2 separate regions of the Zea mays genome follow, and region 2 is linked to region 1. The links are chromatin contacts, called in public Hi-C maps. All regions are on one chromosome and are shown on one strand. Each heading gives the region's core, a stretch centred on a gene start, on an enhancer-like site or on the middle of the called end of the contact. The rest is flanking DNA. Distances are from core to core; before and after follow the strand shown. Region 1 has its middle 82 kb from the start of LOC103644520. Region 2 holds the start of LOC103632944.

Region 1 (4,424 bases), core at 233-2,732:
TTTCCCTTGCAACCAAGGCCAACCATGTCCTTTGTGAGAGCCAAAGCCAGATCCAGCTTCTTAACCTTACAAAGGCCGCACACAACAATGTTAAACGAATCAGAGTTTGGTTTAACATCTTCAGTGATAACAAAAATATGCACACCAACAGTATCATCGTCACTAACCCTCTGATCACCACGCACCATGGAGCTGAGCAACTGATATGCTGCTTCTACCTCTCCATGGTTAATAAGACCGTCAAGAATCACATTATATAATAGAACAGCACTGCCGGGTTTCAGATGCACTGCATTTTCATTAATGAATGGACCAACAGTAGAGAAATCTCCTTGCCTACAGAATGCTTCGATTATCTTCTTGAGCAAGCGGACATCAGGTGTAATCCTGTCCCGCTTCATATCCTCGAACAATTTCACAGCTTTCCCCATCTCGTTTCCATGACACAGCCCCTCAATTAACACACTGTACATCGCCAAATCCACACTGAATCCATAACTGGCCATCTTACCAAACATATTCATGGCCACATCAACCCTCCCCTGCCTGGCAAGCCCATGTACCAGAACGCTCAATGTCTTCTCGTTTGGTCGCATGTCAAGTGCCTCCATCCTCCCAAGCAGCTCAACTGCATCCTCCACCTTTCCCCACTTGCTGTACGCCACAATAAGCATCGTCAACACGTGCTCATCCACCCAGGCCCTCTTGCTCATTCTCTGTAACACAGCGCTCGCGTCTTCAGGACGGCCCGCGTTGCAATAGCATTGTAGGAGCGAGGTGAGCGTGTACCTGTCGACGCTCTCGTCACCGCACGTCACCACCATCTCCTGCAACCGCGCCTCGGCGTCTTCCGCGCGGCCGGCCTTCGCGAGCGCGTCAAGGAGGCAGTTGTACGTGTACGAGTTTGGGGCGCAGCTGAGCGTCGTCTTCGCTGCATCAAAGACGCGGGCAGCGGTGTCCGGGAGGCCAGCCGCGCCGAGGCGGCGGAGAAGGAACCCCAGCGCGCCAGGCGTCATGGAGCAGCGGGAGACGAGTGCATCGGTGGCGAGGCGGTCGAGGTGCGCGCGCTGGTGCGGTGGCAGGAGTGATGCCATGGCGTTGAGGGAATAGCAGGAGTGGCGGAAGCCCGGCTGCTCCGCGGCCCAGCGGAAGAAGTCGAGCGCGTGGCGCCAGGACGGCAGGCGGAGGATGACGGACTCCGCGGCGGGCGGCGTGAGATACGCCGCGAGGCGGCGGAGGCGGGCCGCGTCACGGGTGGCGCGCGGGCGGGAGAATTCGTCGAGCAGGTGGTGCGCGAGGAAGCCCGGGGATGAGGTGGTGGTCGCGGCAGGGGAAGATGAGGCGGTGGTCGTGGCAAAGGACTGGAGCAGGAATAGCGACGCGGGCGCGCGGCCGAGGCGGCCTATAGACATGGGAATGGCTGGTGCCCGGTGGCGAGCTTGATGGGGGCCTTGGGGCGTAGTGGCGGCAAGAAGTTTCGGTTGCGGAGTCGACTGGAGAGTGGGCAATGGGCACGCACCGAGGCTGGTTTCGGCCTTTCAGGTTTCTCTGTGTGTAAGTGTGGAGAAAATGTGAATTCTAATACACCATTTGGATGTAGATATTAGAGCATAAAATTAGTAATTAAAATCACCTTTCTAATATTCTATTGTTTGGTTGCATATGAAAGTAAGATTTGAAATTAGAGATCAAATTCCCTAGATTTGAACTATTAGAGCAACTCCAGTAGTTATGTAAAAGAACTCTCTAAATCAAAATTTTAGAGAACTGCTCTGAAAATATCTCTCCAACAATCCCTTAAAGCAACCCTCTAAATTTATCAACTTCTAATTCAACCCTATGTACTCTCCAAATGTAGCTATCCTTCTACCACTCCTCAAATAAAAAAATCGTGTCAAATTTTCCTGGCCGAGCTACGCACATCCCACATGTCCGGCTTCCACGCCGCCAAGTCTAGCTCTCCGTCGTTGCCGGTTCCTGTTCCACATCATCGTTTCTGTTCTGCACTGCGGTGCCGCCGGCCTCGTTCCCTGCTACTAGCTCTCGTTTTCTGTCCTAGGTCCTAGCCGTCGGTCCTAGCCACCGTTCTGCACCACAAGCCACCGTAGTACCTTGCCATCGGTCCCAGGTCCCAGGCTCCAACAAAAGCCGGTGTCCAAAGCAGACGTGTATATGCTGGGCAAGTTTGGACATCACAACATGCAATGGACATGAGGGCAGTGACGCGGCAGGTTGAGGACGGGAGGATGGGCAACGGGCAACGAAACGTAAAAAGTTTTGAAATTTTTATTTACTATCTACATATAAGAAACTGTTGGATGTCAAAGATTTATTTTACTCTCAAACCTTATTTACCAACTCCCGAAATAACAATTTAAGGAGCTATTTTTTAAAGAACTACCGGAGTTGCTCTTACTAGAAACACACTCTTCTAATACAAAGCATCACCCTTTTGTATTATGTGGAATTGAATCACACAATTTTAAACTCCACTTTAGTGACATCTAAATAATAAAATTGAAATTACATATGTGATAAGACCGTCAAATCTATAAAAGCACAAGTACTAAAAACATCTACTTCCACATTTGTTTTAAATACTTGAACCTATATAAATCTGATAGACTGTCGAGTATCTCAGAGGACCTCGGTAAATCAACTCACAATCAATTTCACAAATTAAGTAAATACACATTCACATACTGGAGTTTTGCAGCCACGAGTGTACAAGTAAGGAGATGAGAGTAAGTACAAAACTTGATTTTAAACAAATATAACTTTGAACAATATAGATATAACCATAGTTTTGAAATACATTGTTAACTCAATGACAATCTTCTAGAAAAATTAGAGATGGGATAAATATATAGAAGGTCGAGCCCACCGACACTTATCCACCATCCTCATCAGGCCTAAACCTTCACCTGCAATATGGTGGGATAAACCCTAAGTACTCGAATGTACTCAACTTGACTTACCCGTCCAAAACCAGGAAATAAGAAAGTAAAAGACACCAAGGATCATGCAAGACTTTATCTGGAGTTGGCTCTTTATTTTGGAAGAGTACATGAATTAATGTAGTTATTAGCAACTTAAGAGGCGTCATGATTATTAATCATCTTTTAGCAATTCACTTTTATCTATTATGCGGCAAATCTTGGTTAGCACCTAAGTAGCAAGATGACATTTGCCAATTTACTATGTCTAGTTATAGCTTTAGTGATTACTTAAGTTTGACAAGTATTGATAGTCGCCTAGAGGGGGGTGAATAGGGCGAAACTGAAATTTACAAATATAAACACAACTACAAGCCGGGTTAGCGTTAGAAATATAAACGAGTCCGCGATAGAGGGTGAAAAACAAATCGCAAGCAAATGAAGAGTGTGACACGCGGATTTGTTTTACCGAGGTTCGGTTCTCGCAAACCTACTCCCCGTTGAGGAGGTCACAAAGACCGGGTCTCTTTCAACCATTTCCCTCTCTCAAAACGGTCCCTCAGACCGAGTGAGCTTTTCTTCTCAATCACTTGGAACACAAAGTTCCCACAAGGACCACCACAAGATTGGTGTCTCTTGCCTCAATTACAAGTGAGTTTGATCGCAATGAAGAATCAAAGAAAGCACGATTGCAAAAGCCAAGCGACAAGAGCGACAAATAACACACAGATCACTTTCTCTCTCAAGTCACTAATCACTAATGATCTCTTTTCTCAATTGTGAAACTTGGAGAGATGGAGGCTTTGAATGTGTCTTGGAATGGATTGCTAGCTCTTGTATTGAATGTTGAAGGTTGGAATGCTTGGGTGAAGTGAATGGAGGTGGTTGGGGTTGTATTTATAGCCACCAACCACTTCCTAGCCGTTGCTCCATTCTGCTGAGCGCGGACGGTCCGCCCGCCTAGTCTGGACGGTCCGCCCCTGTAGATCAACGGCTGAAAACGCAACGGTCAGCAGTAACGGCTATATCAACGGCTATATTGCATTTAATGCGTCGTCAGATGTCAGATAAAGCCAGTCGCGGACGGTCCGGTCGTGCACCCCGGACGGTCCGCGAGGCCGCTATAATTCATTTTTCCGAACCCGTCACCTTCGGGTTTTTCGGTTCCTTACCTACCGGACGGTCCGCGCCTGAGGCCGGACGGTCCGCGCGAGGTCTCAGACGGTCCTTGCTTTTCCTCCGGACGGTCCGTAGTGCAGACTTGGATTTTTGCATTGGTTCTGTCCGAGGGTCATCCTGGTGTTGCGGACGGTCCGCCGCAAGGGCCCGGACGGTCCGCGCTTGGCCTGTTTTTCCAAAAAGCTTCTCCTGTCCGGAATAATCTACGGTATTCCGGACAGTCGATTTAGTATAGTTGTAGATGAACCTTTGGCATCTGTAGAATATAATCTAGAGGAAACTAGTTAGTCCAATTAATTGTGTTGGGCA
Region 2 (4,357 bases), core at 270-2,769, 130 kb after region 1:
TGCCCGTGTTGGGGAACCGCAGCGCCACTGGGTCCCCGACGAACCCCGCGAACAGCGAGCCAAGCGCGTTAGCGAGACTGTTCAGGCTAGTGATGACGGTGGTCTGCCAGTGCGTGAACCCGACGAGTTCCAGCCACATGGCGGCGAAGCTGAGCGCCGACCACGGCACCGACCCAGCCACGCCCTGCGCCACTATGATCTGGAACGTCGGCACCTTCACCACGTCCTTGGCCTCTCGGACGAGTTGGGCCAGCGTGGCCGCAGCCGTGGCCTTCACGCTGACGGGGCGCGGGTCGGCGCCGAGGAGCCACGTTAGGGCGGCGATCGAGGCGCTGACGAGCGCGAGGGCGTAGAATGCCAGCCGCCAGCCTGGGACGCCGAGGAAGCTTGTAGCCGCTAGCAGCACGCCGAGGGAGTTCCCCGCGACGTGGCCCATGCTTTGCGCCATCGTCACCCACCCGAACGCCGCGCCACGCGTGCCGTCGTCGCTGTAGTCGGCCACCAGGGAGTAGACCGCAGGCACAACGACCGCCAGCCCGACGCCGTTGAAGCCCCTTGCCAACGCCATCTGCAACACACTTTAGCGCTCAGATAGCGCGCGCACGTGCAGCAATCGCTAAAGCCAAAGGATGCCCCCTTTGTTAGTGTCCGGTCCGATGTCCAGACTCCAGTGGCCAGTGGCAGTCACTGACCTGGAGATATGTGCCCGAGGCGCCGACGAGCAGCGTGGCCACGGCCCAGAGGAATGCCCCGACAGCGACGACGCGCGCGCGATCGTAGCGCGCCGCGGCGCACGTCGCGAGCGGGTAGCACAGGGTCTGCACCAGCGCGCGGCACAGCGTGAGGGAGCCCAGCGCGGTGGGCGACACGCCCAGCGACTCGCCTACCTCCTTGTACACCGCGGGCAGCAGCGCCTCGTCCGCGCGCTCCAGCAGCGCCGCCGTGGTCACCAGAACCAGCGTCAACTGCCGCCTACGCCGCTGCACCTGCACCGCGCTGCTCCCCATTTCCTCCACAAACAACACTCGCGTGCCAACGTACGCAAGGGTTTTAATATGAAACGGAGGCCAGGGATGACAGCTCCAACATGGCATCGTTTTTCTTCTCTGCTCGTACGTGCAAGCATTTTTTTTAGGGAAGTACGTGGAAGCATTGACCTACCATTTCTTATACGATTAATAATGCTTGCAAGCAAGTGACTGGCTAATGTATTTTGCGGGATAGCGATGGCGGTGAGACGCGAGTTTCACGAGCGAAAGCTTGGGTTTCTGACTGGCATTGTAGAGGCTGCGACAAAGTCTTGTAGAATCTAGTGACCTTGTCCTGAATCCTGATGTCCAAGATTGGACTTCAATTCTCTGGTTGATAGCCAGTGCCCGGTGCTGCAGATTGAGAAAAGGTGTAAATCCTCAGCTATCACTGTCCTTTATTTTGCTCCCAAAGACGGGATTGATTTGTCAGTAAGGTGTAGCCAGCCGCTGAGCTATGCTGTCAAGAATCGGGATAGGCTAAGGAAGAACCGAGAGACAAATCAGAGAGAGAGAGAGAGAGAGAGAGAGAGAGAGAGAGAGAGAGAGGAGATGGGAGGAGGAAGACGACATGTAGTCTGTTATTTCCCAATTCTTTCATGCCTCCTCCGTTACCGTTCGACTCTCTTATATGGCATAATATGGGCTTAGCCTAGCTCAGTTGGCCCACTTTGGCCCGACTACCTTTCTATTTGTTTGAACGACGGCTTCTTGTATCGCGCTTGCTCTTCCTGCCATCAATATGACTTATCTTCAGGTTCTTCAGTGCTGCTGCTAACATCCCCCCCCCCCCCCCCTCTTCAGTTCCGGCTTGACCCCAAGCTGGAGCACGAAGAAATCGATCACGAAGAGTGGCTGAACCTGATGAGCAGCCATGTCAATTGGAAGCATCGGTACCGGTTTCTGGTCACGTCCCAGGGCAGCCTTGAGCTGTGATACATGGAATACCGGATGGATTGCAGAAGAAGGTGGCAGTTTCAACCTATAAGCAACTGATCCCACTCGCTCCACAATTTGGTAAGGACCAAAATATTTGAACTAGAGTTTGTTATTAGCACGGGTAGCAACTCAAGACTGAACATAGGGTTGTAGCTTGACAAAACCCAATCATCCACCTTGAAAAACACGTTCAGAGCGATGTAGATCCGCTTGCTTCTTCGTTCTGGCCTGAGCTGTTGGATATTTTATGGGCCTGACCCATTTATTGAATAAACTTTATGGTGTGTAATGGTGGAGAATACCAATAGTACCATATTAGAAGTCCAAGAATCTTTTGGCTTGACTTATATGGTGGGAATTATTCCACTTAACTTGAGAAGTCAGGAAACGGACAAGGGCTTGCCATACGCGCGCGCGCCGCCGCCGGCCGGGCCGGGCGTGGCGAGGCGTTAATTTTTAGCACTCACTAACCGCGTTAACCTTTCAGTTGCTTGTCTCTTCGTCAGCCGAGTAACCCTTCTCCTTCAGCTTACCGACTCATGACGTGACTCGGCGAGAGCTGGCCGACTCATGGCATGACTCGGCGAGAGCTGACCGACTCTTGCGTGACTCGGCGAGACCTTTCTCCTTCAGCTTTCCTCTGCGAGAGGTTAAATAGAGGAGCACCCCTGTCACTCGGTACACGCGAGAAAACACTTTCAGAATCACAGTCCAGCCGCCGAGTGAGGGTATTTCCATCTCGTGACTCTGCGCGCACAGAGAAGCGAGAGGGCAGGTGCCTCCGAAGCGGGTGTCGTTCGAGACCTTGCACGGGGGATCGGCAATTAGGTTTTTGGGGAGCGTCTACGCGACTGCCCAAAACATCTCCAACATGACAAAAAAAGCTGGCCAAGGATCTGGATCATCAGAGCGCATGGGAGGGTATGATCAGTTTATTTACTTACTGTTTTGCGTTCTGGAGATTATATATGTTTCATATATTCATCTATGCTGTTTCATATGTAGGAATGTTTTTATCTTATATGTTCTGTCTTATTATAATATGATAGATCTGTCTGTTTTAATTTTACAGTCATGCTGTTTATGTTTCTATCTGTTTAATTTCAATTGTTCAGTCAGTTTACATGTTTATCGTATTTATATGATTTATATAATTCATATGCTTTATGTTCTCATGATCCATATTGTTATGGATATATTTGATGTCATGATTAATTATCTTTTATATGTCATCATCATAATATTAATTTATGGAATTAAAATGATACAGAAAATGCCTATAATTCTATCAATCCAAAAGCCTAATTTTAGGCATTTTTCTGTCAGAGGTTTTGCTGCTGTGTTAAAGCTTGATCCTTTTGATGGTAAAAACTTCTTGATATGGAAAGCTAAGATGGAATTGTGGCTAACTGCAATGTCTTGTTTTCATGCCGCTGAGGGCAAGCCTGCCGACTTACCTCCTGAGGATGAGGCTAAGTTTAAGGCTGAAGACAACCTCTTTCGAGGAGCAGTAATTAGCGCACTTGATACTAAATTCCAGAAAAGCTATATCATCCTTCCTACAGGGAAAGAGCTGTGGGATGCACTTGTTGGAAAGTTTGGAGTAACTGACGCTGGTAGCGAGCTGTACCTCATGGAGCAGCTGTATGACTACAAGATGGTTGAGAACCGATCTGTAGTGGAACATGCTCATGAGTTTCAGGCACTAGCTAAGGAACTCGAACTTTTTCCTTGTCCTTTGCCTGACAAGTTTGTGGCTGGCGGTATAATCGCCAAGTTACCACCTTCTTGGAAGGACTTTGCTACCTCTCTCAAACATAAGAGACAAGAGTTCAATGTGGAAGAGCTCATTGGTACTCTTGATGTTGAGGAAAGGGCTAGAACAAAGGACAGTGGAAAAGGTGTTGAGACCTCTACTGCTAATGTGGTGCAGAAGAGAAACTTCCGCAAGTTTAACAAGAAGAAAAACCAGAACAAACCAGAGAACGCGAATAAACCTGTTCAAACAGCACAGTTTAAAAAGAAGAAGAACAATAACAAGGGAAAGGAAGGATGCTTTGTCTGTGGCAGTGATCAACATTGGGCAAGAGAGTGCCCTGATCGCAAGTTCACTCAAGACAAGAAATCAGCTAATGTTGTAACCACTGAAACTGAAGGTGGAACATCTGGGTATGGTAATTCTTTACCATTTGTTCTTTCAGTCTGTAATTCACCTGAGTGGTGGATGGACAGTGGTGCAAACATTCATGTGTGTGCTGATGCCTCTATGTTCACTTCCTACCAGGTCGGGAGGTCTGGCGCCTGTTAATGGGAAATGGGTCGCATGCTCATGTTCTTGGTGTTGGTACGGTCATTCTGAAGTTTACTTCGGGAAAGACGGTGCCATTAAA

What was found. Hi-C and Micro-C count contacts between places; a contact is called where the count stands out from the background.
Region 2: a contact with region 1 is called in a Hi-C map of tassel, with 2.4 times the contacts expected there. The contact joins the promoter of LOC103632944 here to the enhancer-like site in region 1. A contact is called at or near these places in 2 of 25 Hi-C or Micro-C datasets (leaf and tassel).

What each region holds. Positions count from the first base shown.
Region 1 is chr1:28,236,704-28,241,127 of Zm-B73-REFERENCE-NAM-5.0, forward strand. No RefSeq gene overlaps it. Among protein-coding and RNA genes, the nearest start is that of LOC103644520, 82 kb to the right of the region's middle. Within about 2 kb of position 1,483, at least 9 of the 20 cell types and tissues checked have an H3K27ac peak or open chromatin away from gene starts, as enhancers often do. A contact at or near this core is called in tassel, where this site is marked.
Region 2 is chr1:28,368,892-28,373,248 of Zm-B73-REFERENCE-NAM-5.0, forward strand. It overlaps LOC103632944, which reads right to left and starts at 1,520. Exons shown (of 3, transcript XM_020547106.3): 1 at 693-1,520; 2 at 1-568. The coding sequence starts at 1,094.